2 separate regions of the Mus musculus genome follow, and region 1 is linked to region 2. Evidence: chromatin contacts called from public HiChIP or PLAC-seq data. All regions are on one chromosome and are shown on one strand. The core of a region is the stretch at or near the end of the contact, and the rest is flanking DNA. Distances in the headings are between cores, read along the strand shown.

Region 1 (6,017 bases), core at 3,320-5,819, 55 kb after region 2:
CCTTCACCCTGTGCACCAGGTCAGTGGCTTGCTTTCAGGGTGCCTGCTTGGGCTAAGAGGCTCTGCTTGCTGGGCCCTACCTCTGATTGTCCATCTGCCTCAGGTACAAGCAGTCAGTTCTCAGCAGGGGGTGATCGGGCCACCTCTCCTCTTGTGTCCCTCTACCCTGCTCTGGAGTGCCGGGCCCTCATCCAGCAGATGTCCCCCTCTGCCTTTGGTAAGCCTCCTTAGGGGATGGGCCAGCTGGAAGTTGGGAGAGCCCGGAGGATTTTTTGAAGCCCCTGGCCATCTCTCCCAAATCAGAGGCATGAGGGAAAATTTCAGGCCCCAAAGATTTTCTCCACAGTGGGTCTAGTGGGGCTTCACAGAGTTGAGGGAGTCAATGAGTGATTGGGACCTGAACGGACTTTTCCAGAGCCAGGGATCAGACAGAAATCAGGGAAAGTGACCTGAGGCCCCCCATCATCGTTGTCCTCTTCTCTCTCCTGCCCAGCAGGTCTGAATGATTGGGACGATGATGAGATCCTAGCATCGGTGCTGGCAGTGTCCCAACAGGAATACCTAGACAGTATGAAGAAAAACAAAGTGCACAGAGAGCCACCCCCAGACAAGAGTTGATGGACACCCAGGGACTGGACATCATTCCCGATCCCCCACTCCTGCCCTTTGATGCCACCCAAACTTCTTTGGCTTTCTTCCCTCTTGGCTTCCTTCTTTTGTTTCCTCTTTTCCTTTTTTTTTTCCACTTCCCTCTGGCCGGCCCACCCATGCGCTCCATCCATCTCATCCCTGCCACCACCATTGGTCTCTGCCAGCTGAAGTGCCCTATTGCCCCCGCACAGCACCATCTCAGCATTCCACAGGGGACTCTGGAAAGGGTGCGGAAGGTAGGCAAGAGGCCCACAGAGACAGACCATCTGGCAGCCAGGCAGCCCCAGAAGAGAGACATTCAGACAAAGGAAGTCTTCTGCTCACCCTTCCTTAAAGATCAGATAAACTTGTCATCCCTTCCCAGCAATGATGACAGGAAAATGGAAGTGGCAAGTTTTCCTTCTAGTATCCGAAGAATCTGAGCCTTCAATGTTAAAATTTTTCTTAATTAAAATGTGCTTTATTTCACAAAATCAACAAATCAAAAAGAATATTCATGGCAACGTTGGTCCTTTGAGGGTGGCATCTCTGGTTTGGAGCTAGGCAGGCTGGCCATGGGACAGAAAGGGCAGAAAAAAGATGGATTTCTGCTGTCTTTTGGCCCCTAGTTCCTTGGAAGGGCAAAGGCTATGAGGTAGAGGGAGGTGACAGGCATTGCAGGTGGCAGACTGACTTTGGACAGTGAGACCCTGACCTTGCTGCATTGCTTTGCCTTCACCACCGCTAGTCTGTTTGGAAGGCTTGAGGTGGGGTGTCTTGGGAAATTAGGGCCACTACCCAAGATTTGAATTTAGGGAGTGGGAGCAGCCTCAGCAGATGGGGCACCCGTGCACTGCAGGTGTTGACAAGATCCACCATCTGTAATGTCCTTGGCACAATAAAACCAAATGTCAGTTTCCCTGAGCAACTCTATTCTGTGTGGGACACGGGTGGATGGGCCTCTGGGAAGCACAGGATTTGCTTTGACCAGAGGTCTGCTTGTTCTCCAGTAGGTGCTCTCTGTAAGCTGGGGTTCATATTTGATCTTCTGTTTATTAAATTAACTTCTTGTCTTGAGACTGATGGCAGAGAATCTCTAGAGCCCAGGTGGGTTAAGACTAACCTAACCCACATAACCAAGATTGTTTCTTAAAAGAACAAAACCAACAACAACTCTACAACTGGTCGTGGTCATGCCTTTGATCCCAGCACTGAGGAGGGCAGAGGCAGAGGTGGATCTTTTGAGTTGCAGGCCAGCTGGGCTATACAGCAAGACGCTTTTATTAAAAATCATAAACTTCAGAACCAAATCGACTGAAACTGAAGTCCCTACTCCCACCTACCATATTTGCATTAGGGAGCCTAGGGCTAATTTAAAGGACTGTATGAGCCAGAGGCCAAGACTGGTGTCTGAATTTCTACTCTCAACCTTAATGCTCATTCATTCTTGTGATAATCTGATGAAATAAGCAATCACTAATGAGTTCAGTGACCAGAGGTGGCCCTTGCCCAACTGGGTTTTAAACGTTGGAGGATGAAATGGCTAAATCCTTTTTTTGTTGTTTGTTCCTCAGGTCTGTTGACACCTCTGTCCATACCCCTGCTAGGGTTTGTAAAGCCCAGCTAGAGAAGGCTGGCTGGCCCTCAGGTTTCCTCAGAGCAGTCTTCTCCCACTCCCCAATGCCTCAGTGAGGTCCTTTCAGAAGAAGGCTGTGTAGGGTGGCCCTACGGTGAGGGTATGGCTTGCCCAGTGGGTGGCTACAGGATATCTGAAATACGTGGTCAAGCATGAGCACGCCAAGAGGGTTGATTCATTTCAAATCTACCTGCCTTGTCTCACTGTGTGGCTTTGGGCTCTCTTTGACTTTAAAGTGTCCCATCTGCAACTACAGGGGTCATTAATGTCTGCTACCTCATGCTCTCTGATTTGTGAGTATTGACAGAGAATGTGTATGGTCAATAATGTACTACTGGGAACAGTACCTGGTACACTCTTAGAGCACAAATGTTGGGGTTCTTACCAGACTTTAGGGGTGGGGGTATTACCGTATTTTGTAAGTTTGTACCATTTGGCCTCAGCCTGACTCTTGCTACTCTTGGCTTTTACTTGCAATTTGCCCTAACCCTATCTTCAGCAAGACAAAGGGATCACCTGAAAAAACCCTGTGTGATCCCATTGGCACTCTCCCTTCTGTCTACGACTATTCCGAAGAACTGTACTATAAATAAACTTCTGGGCTGGGGCTGTGATGCTTACTTATCTTGTTTGTGTGTGTCTTAAGATCTCCCCTCCACTAAAGCCTGTCAGGATCATAGGGAGACACCTAGGGATGCTGGCTGAGTAAGGGACATTATGTGTTACCTTTTCTGCTTTGCGTGTATTGTCTGTGCCTGTGACTACATTGAGTCTTGAGTCAACCAGTTTCTCTGAATTCCAGTGTCTCTGGTTGAGTGTGGATGTGTCTGTTTCCGATGAGGCTTGTTTCCAGGTGTATCAGATGGTGACTGAGTGTGGGACTCTGCCTATGACAGTTTGTGTCTGGTATCCGAGAGAAAGAAATGCATGTTTGCGTGGGTCTCTCAGTGACAGTACATCTGTAGTTTGTCTGGATACTTTCAGTGATAAGCTGCGTGTCTGATAGTGTGTGATTGGGTCCGGCTTTTGTTGATTTGCTTATCTATGTGGTGATTTAGAGCCCAAGGATGACTACGTACCTGCTTTGGAGCAGTGCGTGTATGTGTGGAACAACTGTATATTCTTGTGACAGACTCTGGGTCTCTCATTTCTGGGGCAGCACAAATATTTCTGTGAATGTACATATCTGGTGGTGCTTGTGTGCTTGTGACAAATCTGTCAATTTCTGGTGGGGGCATATGGTATTAAGTGACCCCCGTAGGACAGTACAAGTCATATCACTGAATGTTTCTTTTCGGAACACATTTTCATGTACACCTAGGTTAGGACAAGTCTACTTGAATGTGTCTGACTATATCTTTAATGGTGGTTCTCCCGTTCTTGGTGTACGTGTGGGTATGTGAGTTCCACACACGATTGGAGGTCAGAAAGCAACTTATAGAAGTCATTTCTCCCTTTTCACCATGTGAGTCCTGAGGTCAGCAGCCTTACCTGAAGACCTTTTGCTTTTAAGACAGTCTCACTATGTTGCCCAGTCTGACCTCGCTTTCAGTTCCCAGCTCCTTTTTTACAAGGAAGTTGTAGTTCCCACAAGAACTAAGTCCTGCCATTATAGATTCAAGACCCAGACTGAGTAACAGAGCCAAGTCTAGCCAGGTTTGTATAGGATAATGGCAGCAAAAAAGCACCCTACAGGTGCCAAACTGCCATTGTTTCCTCTGCATCCCTTCCTTTTGATGACGGTAAAGAATTTTACCCTTCCCTGAAGAGTGGACCAGCTCTCCTATAAGATTACAGTTTTGGAGCAAAGGCTGCCTGATCTTGGGTGAAACACACGTGACAGGATCCTGTCTAGTTCCAGGCTCTGATTTTTAAAAGCTGGTTTGTCGTTGTCTCCTTACTGAACTCAAGGCAGCAAAGGTGATGGCGGCAGCAAACCTGCATCCTAGGAAAGGAGGCTGCGCTTTTTAAAAGTGTGTACACACCCCACCACACCAACAACCAAAACAAACGCAGTTGTCGCAAAGGAATTCCCAGAAGCGTGCATGTCTGTGTGTCCGTCTGTCTATGTGTGTGCGCGCACGCGCGCGCACCCTCCTACATTTGCATACAGGCCCTTCCTCCGCGGAAGAACCTGGCATGTATTTTGCATAAGGGGCACTTGAAACGTTGAGGGTGGCATGCAAATAAGGACTGGCTCGGATTGGCTGGGGTACAGCAGGTGCCGCGTCCGGATTGATCAAAGCCAGGTGGGCGGGTCTGTCGCGCAGGGCGACTCTCCCGGGAGGCGCGTGCCCCGGCTCAGTAGCGTTGGGGCTGGCGCGCGCGACGAATCTTAACGCTGCGCCGTCTGCAGGCGCTTCCGGGCCGCCAGATTCCCTGCCTTCCACCCTGGCGCCCCCCAGCCCTGGCTCTCCGGCCGCTCTGCCCCGGGCATCCACGCCCTGCGGGCTCAGCGGATTCAGCGGGCTCAATATACGCAGCACCTCCTCCATGTTGACCAAGCCTCTGCAGGGGCATCCTTCGCCCCCTGTGACCCCCACGCAGCCTCCAGGTGAGCGTAGCCTCCTCTGTCACAAGCAGGTTGGGTGGACTGGAATGATGGGTGCTGGTGTGGGGGCGAGTCATGGCTGGGATCAGAGTACACCGCCACCCTGACTTCCTCGCCTCCGCTTGCGTAGGAGGCAAGGATCGGGCAGCTTTCGAGGCCGAATACCGACTTGGCCCCCTCCTGGGTAAGGGAGGCTTTGGCACCGTCTTCGCGGGACACCGCGTCACGGATAGACGTCAGGTATCCCCTACAAGGGGTTCTCGGAGGGTCAGGTGTTTTGGCGAAGGGTGGTGGTGGGGTACCAGTGACTGGGATGCCAGTTGCTTCAGTGGGGAGCCTGCGTCTGCAAATGTGTAGTAGAATCATAAGGAGCAGGGTTGCTAGGAGTGTGAGTGCGCGCGTGTGTCTGCAGTCCAGGTGGGTATGGGGGTGGGCAGGATTCAGGGCAAGAATTCTAGAAGATTGGCGCTTTCTACTAGGGAGGGGGCAGATATCAGGACTGGACCCCAAGATCCATGGAATTGATGTGCGTGCGCTTGTGTGTCTGAGATGGTGGGGATGTTTTAAAAGTAGGTGTTAAGTGTGGAGTCGTGAGAACAACAATCCAGATAGAGTTGTCCTGGAGATGAGGATGATGGAGGAGGGCATGCGACGTCAAAAAAAAAAAAAAAAACAAACAAAACAAAACAAAAAGACTTGGAATTCGAATCTGGGGATATGGGTCAGTGGTAGATTATTTGTCCACCATTCACAAGCACTGAGTTCAATAACCAACATCGTGGCGGGGGGAGGGGGGAGGCATGTAGAAAGACAGTGCGAGAGAAAAAGCAAAAGGAAAAAAAAAAACTACAACTCACTCCCGTTCTGGATTTCAGGGGGTCTTGATGCTTTCTTAACGAGAGCCCAGGCGTAAATATGTTTAGGTGAACTTGCTTCTGAGGACTTAAATGCTGGGTGGGCATCTGAGCTCCGATGGATGTGATATGTATGGGAACTAGGAATACCCGGGTGGAGAGACTGGAATTGGGAAGTCTGGGATCACCTGCTGCCCCCTTATCTCAGCCTTTTTTCTAGGTGGCCATCAAAGTAATCTCCCGGAACCGTGTGCTAGGCTGGTCCACCGTGGTGAGTGTCTTTGGTGTACGTCATGACCCATAGACTCCATCACAGAACGCACGCACTGCTTTTTTTCTAGGGGAC
Region 2 (6,841 bases), core at 1,004-3,503:
CGATCAAGGACATATCACGTCTGGCAGAGCTGGAGTTAGAGCTCATAGACATATCCCGGAGGCATTCAGTACTCGCGTTGTGATACCCAGAAGCAGGGCCCACTATGGAGAGGTGTGATCAGAGGGCAGTGGACTGAAAGCCTTGCTCTTTTTGGTAAGGGGCCTACAGGTAGGTGGGTGGTACCTGGATTGTCCCCATCTGTACTGCCCTTGCCCCTCATTTTGCATCTCCAAACTGGAAGATGCTTACAGGAACCCCACAAGCAAAGTGTGCTTTAGAAGTAGGGCCCTGACCTGTGCTCTCCCTCCAGAGCAGATCTGGAGGCCTGGTCATCTAAAGAAACATCCACACTAGTCCCCCCTCCCCCACTTCTCCCCGCCTTTCCACAGCCTGGGGGCAGGGAGGGGACACAGCACTGCATCATTCCCCGTGGCACTCCGCTCTGGGGCCATTAACAGACGCCTTCCCATCGATTGGTTCTGCTAAGTGCTGCTGATTCAGACGGGTGGGGGTGAGGGCCCCTAGGGGCAGTGGGGGTAGGAACTGGGCAGAAAAAAGGGGGGAGTCCAGGAAGTAGGAGGTGGGGAGAACTGGCAAAGTTCCCTGCCACCCCCATTTTCCAGATGACACGACTGAGGCCCAACCAGCTCTGTAAGGAGGCGGAGTTTCCCCAGGGTCCCTCTCAAGCTGTCCTAGGGGAGGGGGCTCTGGGAGCCACGTGGCCCCTCCCTGCCTCTCGCTTCATCTCCCGACAAGCTCCAGAGGGGCGGGGAGAGAACGCTGGAGGAGGAGGAACTCCGGCAGCTCTGCAGAGGGGGCCAGGAGCTCCGGTATTTGGTACCCCCAGCCCCAACGCTGTTGCTGCTGCTGCAGCGGGGACACAGGTGAGGACAGCCCTGTGGGGCGAGGGAGGGACCCATCAATAGCTCTGTCCTTGTCTTTTCCTGGTCCAGTCCCCATGCCCTAGTCCATCCTGGAACAGTCCCCAGGGGTCCCACTGGACCTTGTCCTTCTAGAGCCTCCTTCCAAGGACCCAGAAGCCTCCTCCCCCTGTCTCCCACCCCGCCCCCGCTTGTGCCACCTTTCCCTCCTAGGCCTGGCTGTGGCTGCTCTCTTCCTCCTCCTCCTCCTCCTGCTGCTACTGCTGCTGTTATTGCTGCTGCTCCCACTGCTGCTACTGCTGTGGCTGGGCACACACAGCCAGTTCCTCGGTGTGTGTTTACCTCAGACCTGCGCTCAACGAACGGTGGGACCCAGCCTTCTCCTGGTCTTCTCTACCAGCATCCTGCAAGGTTCAGCCGCCCCTCTCCCGGAAGACACACCCAACTTTCTTCCAATACCCCGCCCCCTCTCCAACCTATTTTGAGGGAATCCCCTCCTCTTAGCAGTCTTTTGAGTTTCCCTTGTGTGCTTAGGGGGCTATATCCAACTTGAGTACACTTGAGTATCAGCCCTTTGGGGTTCCCCAGACTCCCCGTTCTCATCCAGAGCTCTTCAGATATGGACCAGGCTTCCTAAGCTCCTCCAGGTAACCTCTCGCCGGCTTCTTAAAAATAAGCCAGTCCCATATAGCACTTTAGCGATCCTGAGCCCTAATCCTCACGTCTCCTACCTTCCCTAGAACTCCTGTAGATTGTAGTTAATACCCTCCAGGCTCTCCTTGGTAGTGCCAGTCACTCCTGAGATACTTTTTAGCATCTTTTACAACCTCCTGGCTCTAGAGCTACCCTTGAGATGCTCCAGTCCCCTTTTGTGATCTACAAGGGGGCTCCAACCCAGGGATCATTTCCTGTAAGTCTTCTGGGTGTGGACAGCCCTCCCTTCAGCCTTTTCCAAACAGCTCTGGTTCCATCTCCACCGCTCTGAATGCCCCTACCTGTCTCCTCTCCAACCCAACTGAGGGATTGCAGGCCGTCCTTTACTGAGAACTCTTGAGAGTGCACAACTCCCAACCTAGTTCTTGGTCCCTCTGGACACCCTCAGACAACTCTCAGGAATGTGTTGCGTCCTCTAGAATCATCTCAGACTTTCTAGACCTGAGGATCCTTCTTGGTTCCTCTGGCTCGTCAAAGCCTTCTCAGTCCCTTAGAAAGCTCCCCCAAGCCCCCTAAGTTCCTGTCTGTCTCTCTAGTTCCTCCTCCTGGTTCCTCTTGGTCTTTCCTTTCTCTCTCTCTCCCCCTCCCCATACACACACACACACACACACACACACACACACACACTGGTTTCCTTTTCTGGGTAGCCCAAGGTCTCTCCAAGCCTCCACCATCCTGGCGGTAGCCACATTCTCCTAAACAAAACATCCCCAAGTCTCCGTGGGCCTGGGGAGCTGCAGGATGGCGGCAGGTGTGGCCACATGGCTACCATTTGCAAGGGCCGCAGCAGTGGGCTGGCTGCCCTTAGCCCAGCAGCCCCTACCCCCTGCACCGGAGGTGAAGGCATCCCGAGGGGATGAGGTTCTGGTGGTGAATGTGAGTGGTCGGCGCTTTGAGACCTGGAAAAACACACTGGATCGCTACCCAGACACATTGCTGGGCAGCTCGGAGAAGGAATTCTTCTATGATGCTGAATCTGGCGAGTACTTCTTTGATCGTGACCCAGACATGTTCCGGCACGTGCTGAACTTTTATCGCACTGGCCGGCTGCACTGCCCCAGGCAGGAGTGCATCCAGGCCTTTGATGAGGAGCTGGCCTTCTATGGCTTGGTCCCAGAGCTGGTTGGTGACTGCTGTCTTGAAGAGTACAGGGACCGTAAGAAGGAAAACGCAGAGCGCCTGGCAGAAGATGAGGAGGCTGAGCAGGCCGGGGAAGGTCCAGCCCTTCCAGCAGGCAGCTCCCTGCGACAGCGACTCTGGAGGGCCTTTGAGAACCCCCACACGAGCACTGCAGCCCTGGTTTTCTACTATGTGACTGGCTTCTTCATAGCTGTGTCAGTCATTGCCAACGTCGTGGAGACCATCCCATGTCGTGGTACCCCACGATGGCCCTCCAAAGAGCAGTCGTGTGGTGACCGCTTCCCTACAGCCTTTTTCTGTATGGACACAGCCTGTGTACTCATATTCACAGGGGAGTACCTGCTGCGGCTCTTCGCAGCCCCCAGCCGTTGTCGCTTCCTGCGGAGTGTGATGAGCCTTATCGATGTGGTGGCCATCCTACCCTACTATATTGGGCTGTTCGTGCCCAAGAATGATGATGTCTCTGGTGCCTTTGTCACCCTCCGTGTGTTCCGGGTCTTCCGAATCTTCAAGTTCTCCAGGCACTCGCAGGGCCTGAGGATTCTGGGCTACACCCTCAAGAGCTGTGCCTCTGAGCTAGGCTTTCTCCTCTTTTCCCTCACCATGGCCATCATCATCTTTGCCACTGTCATGTTCTATGCTGAGAAGGGCACGAGCAAGACCAACTTCACAAGCATCCCTGCTGCCTTCTGGTATACCATTGTCACCATGACCACACTTGGGTAAGTATAGACCTTGAGTTGGGAGCTGGGCAACATCCCCTCTCTGTAACATTAGGAAGGTTAGAGCATGAACTCTACGCCTCTATGGTGAAGGACGTCATACCCAGAGCCTCACCCATGCAAAACACATGTGCTACTTCAGCCTGCCACCCCGACTTTTGTTTGCTTTAGTTTGTTTCGTTATTGTTGATTTTTTAAAAAAGATTTATTATTTTATGAATGTGAGTACACTATAGCTGTCTTTCAGACACACCAGAAGAGGGCATCAGATCTCATTACAGATGGTTGTGAGCCACCATGTGGTTGCTGGGAATTGAACTCAGGACCTCTGGAAGATCAGTCAGTTTCTCTGTGTAGCCCTAGCTGTCCTGGAACTAACTCTGTAGACCAGGCTGGCCTCAAACTCACAGATCTGCCTGTCTCTGTCTCCCAAGTGCTGGGATTAAAGGTGTGCGCCACCACCGCCCAGCTTCTGCCACTCCTTTTTTGAGACAAGTTTGTCATGATATATATAGTCTAAGCTAGGGTCAAACATATTATCCTCCTGCCTCCACTTTCCCAGAGCTGGTATCACAGATATATACCAGCACAGTTGGCTCCTTTATCTCCTTTTGAGCTCTAGTTTGTTAATCTGTAAAAATTCAGAGAGCTGGGATTGGAGGAATGGCTCACTGGTACATACCACTTCTGCAGAAGACCCAAATTTGGTTCCCAGAACCCAAGTTAGATGGCTCACAACTGCCTGCAATTCCAGTTCCTGAGAATCTGATGGCTTTGGCCTTCCAGGCATCTGCACGCTAGTGCACATGTCTGCACACAGATACATAATATACAAAATTGAAAATAGTAAGAATAAATCATCATCTTTTAGGTTTTAGGTTTTTTAGACAGAATTTCACTATGCAACCTTGGCTGGCCTAGGACTTGTTATATAGACCAGGCTGGCCTTGAACTCATAGAAATCTGCCCTCTTCTGCCTCCAAAGTGCTAGGTTAAAGGTATGTTGCCTCTATGCCTGGCAAAATAAATCTCTTATAATAAAATTTAGGGAGCTATAGAGATGGCTGACTGGTTAAGACGACTTGCTGCTCTTGCAGAGGATCCAGGTTTGGTTCCCAGCACCCCCATAGCAACTAAGAACAATCTGAAATTCCCATTCCAGAGTATCCAGTGCCCTCTTCTGACCTCCTCAGGCACTGCATACATGTGGGGAACACATGGACATGCAGGCAAAACACTCACACATGTAAAGTGAATCTTAATCAATATTAAGATAAGGGCTGGGCAGTGGTGGCGCATGCCTTTGATCCCAGTACTTGGAAGGCAGAGGCGGGCGGGTTTCTGAGTTTGAGGCCAGCCTGGTCTACAGAGTGAGTTTCAGGACAGCCAGGGCTACACAGAGAAACCCTGTCTCGGAAAATAAATAAATAAATAAATAAATAAGGGCTGGAAAGATGGCTCAGCGGGTAAGAGCACTGATTGTTCTACCAAAGGTCCTGAGTTCAAATCCCAACCACATGGTGGCTCACAACCACCCGTAATGAGATCTGATGCCCTCTTCTGGTGTGTCTGAAGTCAGCTACAGTGTACTTATGTATAATAATAAATAAATAAATCTTTGGGCTGGAGTGAGCGGGACTGACCAGAGCAGCAGAAGTCCTAAATTTAATTTCCAACAACCACATGAAGGCTCACAACCATCTGTACAGCTGCAGTGTACACACATAAAAATAGATAAATAAATCAATCTTAAAAAAAATAAATAAAATCTAGCTTGGTTGGTGGAACACACCTATAATCCCAGCATCCCCAGGAGCAGAGGCAGATGGAGCTCTAGGAGTTCAAGGCTAGCTTGGTTTACATATTGAGTTCTAGGCCTGCTAGGGCTGTACAGTAAGACCCATTCTTAAAATTAAAAATTAGACAATCCAAGAGGTATAGTGGTATATCTTTAATCCCAGGATTTAAGTGGCAGAGGCAGGCAGATCTCTTATCAATTTGAGGCTAACCTGGGCTACATAGCATGACCCTATCTTTATTTTTTTTTAAAGATTTATTTATTATAAGTACACTGTAGCTGTCTTCAAACACACCAGAAGAGGGCGTCAGATCTCATTATGGGTGGTTGTGAGCCACCATGTGGTTGCTGGGAATTGAACTCAGGACCTTCAGGAAAGCAGTCAGTTCTCTTACCCACTGAGCCATCTCACCAGCCCATGACCCTATCTTTAAAAATATGTAGGGAGTTATATTTAAATTTTCGAATTCTTCTCAGTGCTGACCATGCCTTGCTATTTCTGGGTCAGATTTCAGGACCTTTGTCACTCTCTTTCTCTTCTCACTTCCTTGGGGTCCCAGTTTCCTTCTCTTTTCTTTGAGACAGTGTTACATTATGTAGCACAGGCTTGCCTTTTGGTCCAAGGTGGCCTCAGACTCAAAAGCAATCTTCAGCCTCCTCACTCTACTTGGATTATAGGCATCAGGCACTGTGTTAGGTTCCTCTTTGTAAAAAGGGAAACGATAGCTCTAAGAGGATTCAATGATACCATGTGAGTTCTCTGAATGCTTCTGGCATAGGAGACACAGGTATCAATTTCCTATCACATTTATTTATTTATTTATTTATTTTACATTTTGAGGATTCATGTCAAGTGTGTCAACCTTCTAGAGTTGTCTGCTGTGGGAGCATTGTCTCTGAGACTTTGCATTTCTTTTCTTTTCCTTGAGGTAGATGCTTTCTTCCTAAGAAGGAAGGCCAAACTGCCCTTGACCTCACCCTCCTCCTGCCTCTGCTTCCTGAGTGCTGGGATCCCAGGCCTAGGGAACCCACCTGGATCAATCTGTATTAATTTTTTACTGCCAATCCCGGAGAGGAGACATTTGAGAGATATGCAGCAAATAGAACCAGCCATCTCACGATGCTCTTTTCTTGTTGGGGGAGGGCCAAGGTCTCACCATAGTGGCGCAGGCTCTGTCCCAGCTCTCGTAGTGTTTGGTTTTATGGCAGAACCTCAATTTGTACACCAGATTTCTACGAATCCTTTTCCTGCCTCTGTCTCAAATCCTGGGATTCTAGGCTTGTGCCACAATTTCCTGTCTGTCTGTCATGATATGTGTGCACCCAAGTGTGTGTGTGTGTGTGTGTGTGTGTGTGTGTGTGTGTGTATGTGTGTGTGTTCGTGTGAACATGCGTACATTCAATCTGTATGTATTTTTAAGTTATTATTATTGTATGTATGTATGTATGTATGTATGTATGTATGTATGGTGTATGAGTGTCAGTATGTGCATGTAATAGCATGCATATGGAGGTCAGAGGACAACTTCGTAGAGTTGGTTCTCTCCTTTTACCTTTACCTGGACTCCAGGGATTTAGTTCAGGT

Evidence for each region. HiChIP or PLAC-seq counts read pairs in DNA pulled down with a chosen protein or histone mark.
Region 1: an H3K4me3 HiChIP or PLAC-seq map of embryonic stem cells shows a contact between it and region 2, with 26 read pairs. The contact joins the promoter of Pim2 here to the promoter of Kcnd1 in region 2. A contact is called at or near these places in 18 of 39 promoter capture datasets (the 3T3-L1 cell line, 3T3-L1-derived adipocytes, the C10 cell line and 10 more), 27 of 484 Hi-C or Micro-C datasets (the Ba/F3 cell line, CD4 T cells, the G1E-ER4 cell line and 17 more), 19 of 115 datasets of contacts at active chromatin or transcription factors (the 230-238 cell line, CD8 T cells, the SCID.adh cell line and 10 more) and 4 of 9 other capture datasets (adipose tissue, embryonic stem cells, liver and 1 more).

What each region holds. Positions count from the first base shown.
Region 1 is chrX:7,873,737-7,879,753 of GRCm38.p6, forward strand. Pim2 (proviral integration site 2) reads left to right here and starts at 4,570. Exons shown (of 6, transcript NM_138606.2): 1 at 4,570-4,820; 2 at 4,948-5,057; 3 at 5,892-5,942. The coding sequence starts at 4,583. It overlaps Otud5 (OTU domain containing 5), which reads left to right. Exons shown (of 9, transcript NM_138604.3): 7 at 1-19; 8 at 104-217; 9 at 497-2,890. The coding sequence ends at 618.
Region 2 is chrX:7,821,506-7,828,346 of GRCm38.p6, forward strand. Kcnd1 (potassium voltage-gated channel, Shal-related family, member 1) reads left to right here and starts at 2,254. Exons shown (of 6, transcript NM_008423.2): 1 at 2,254-3,458. The coding sequence starts at 2,338.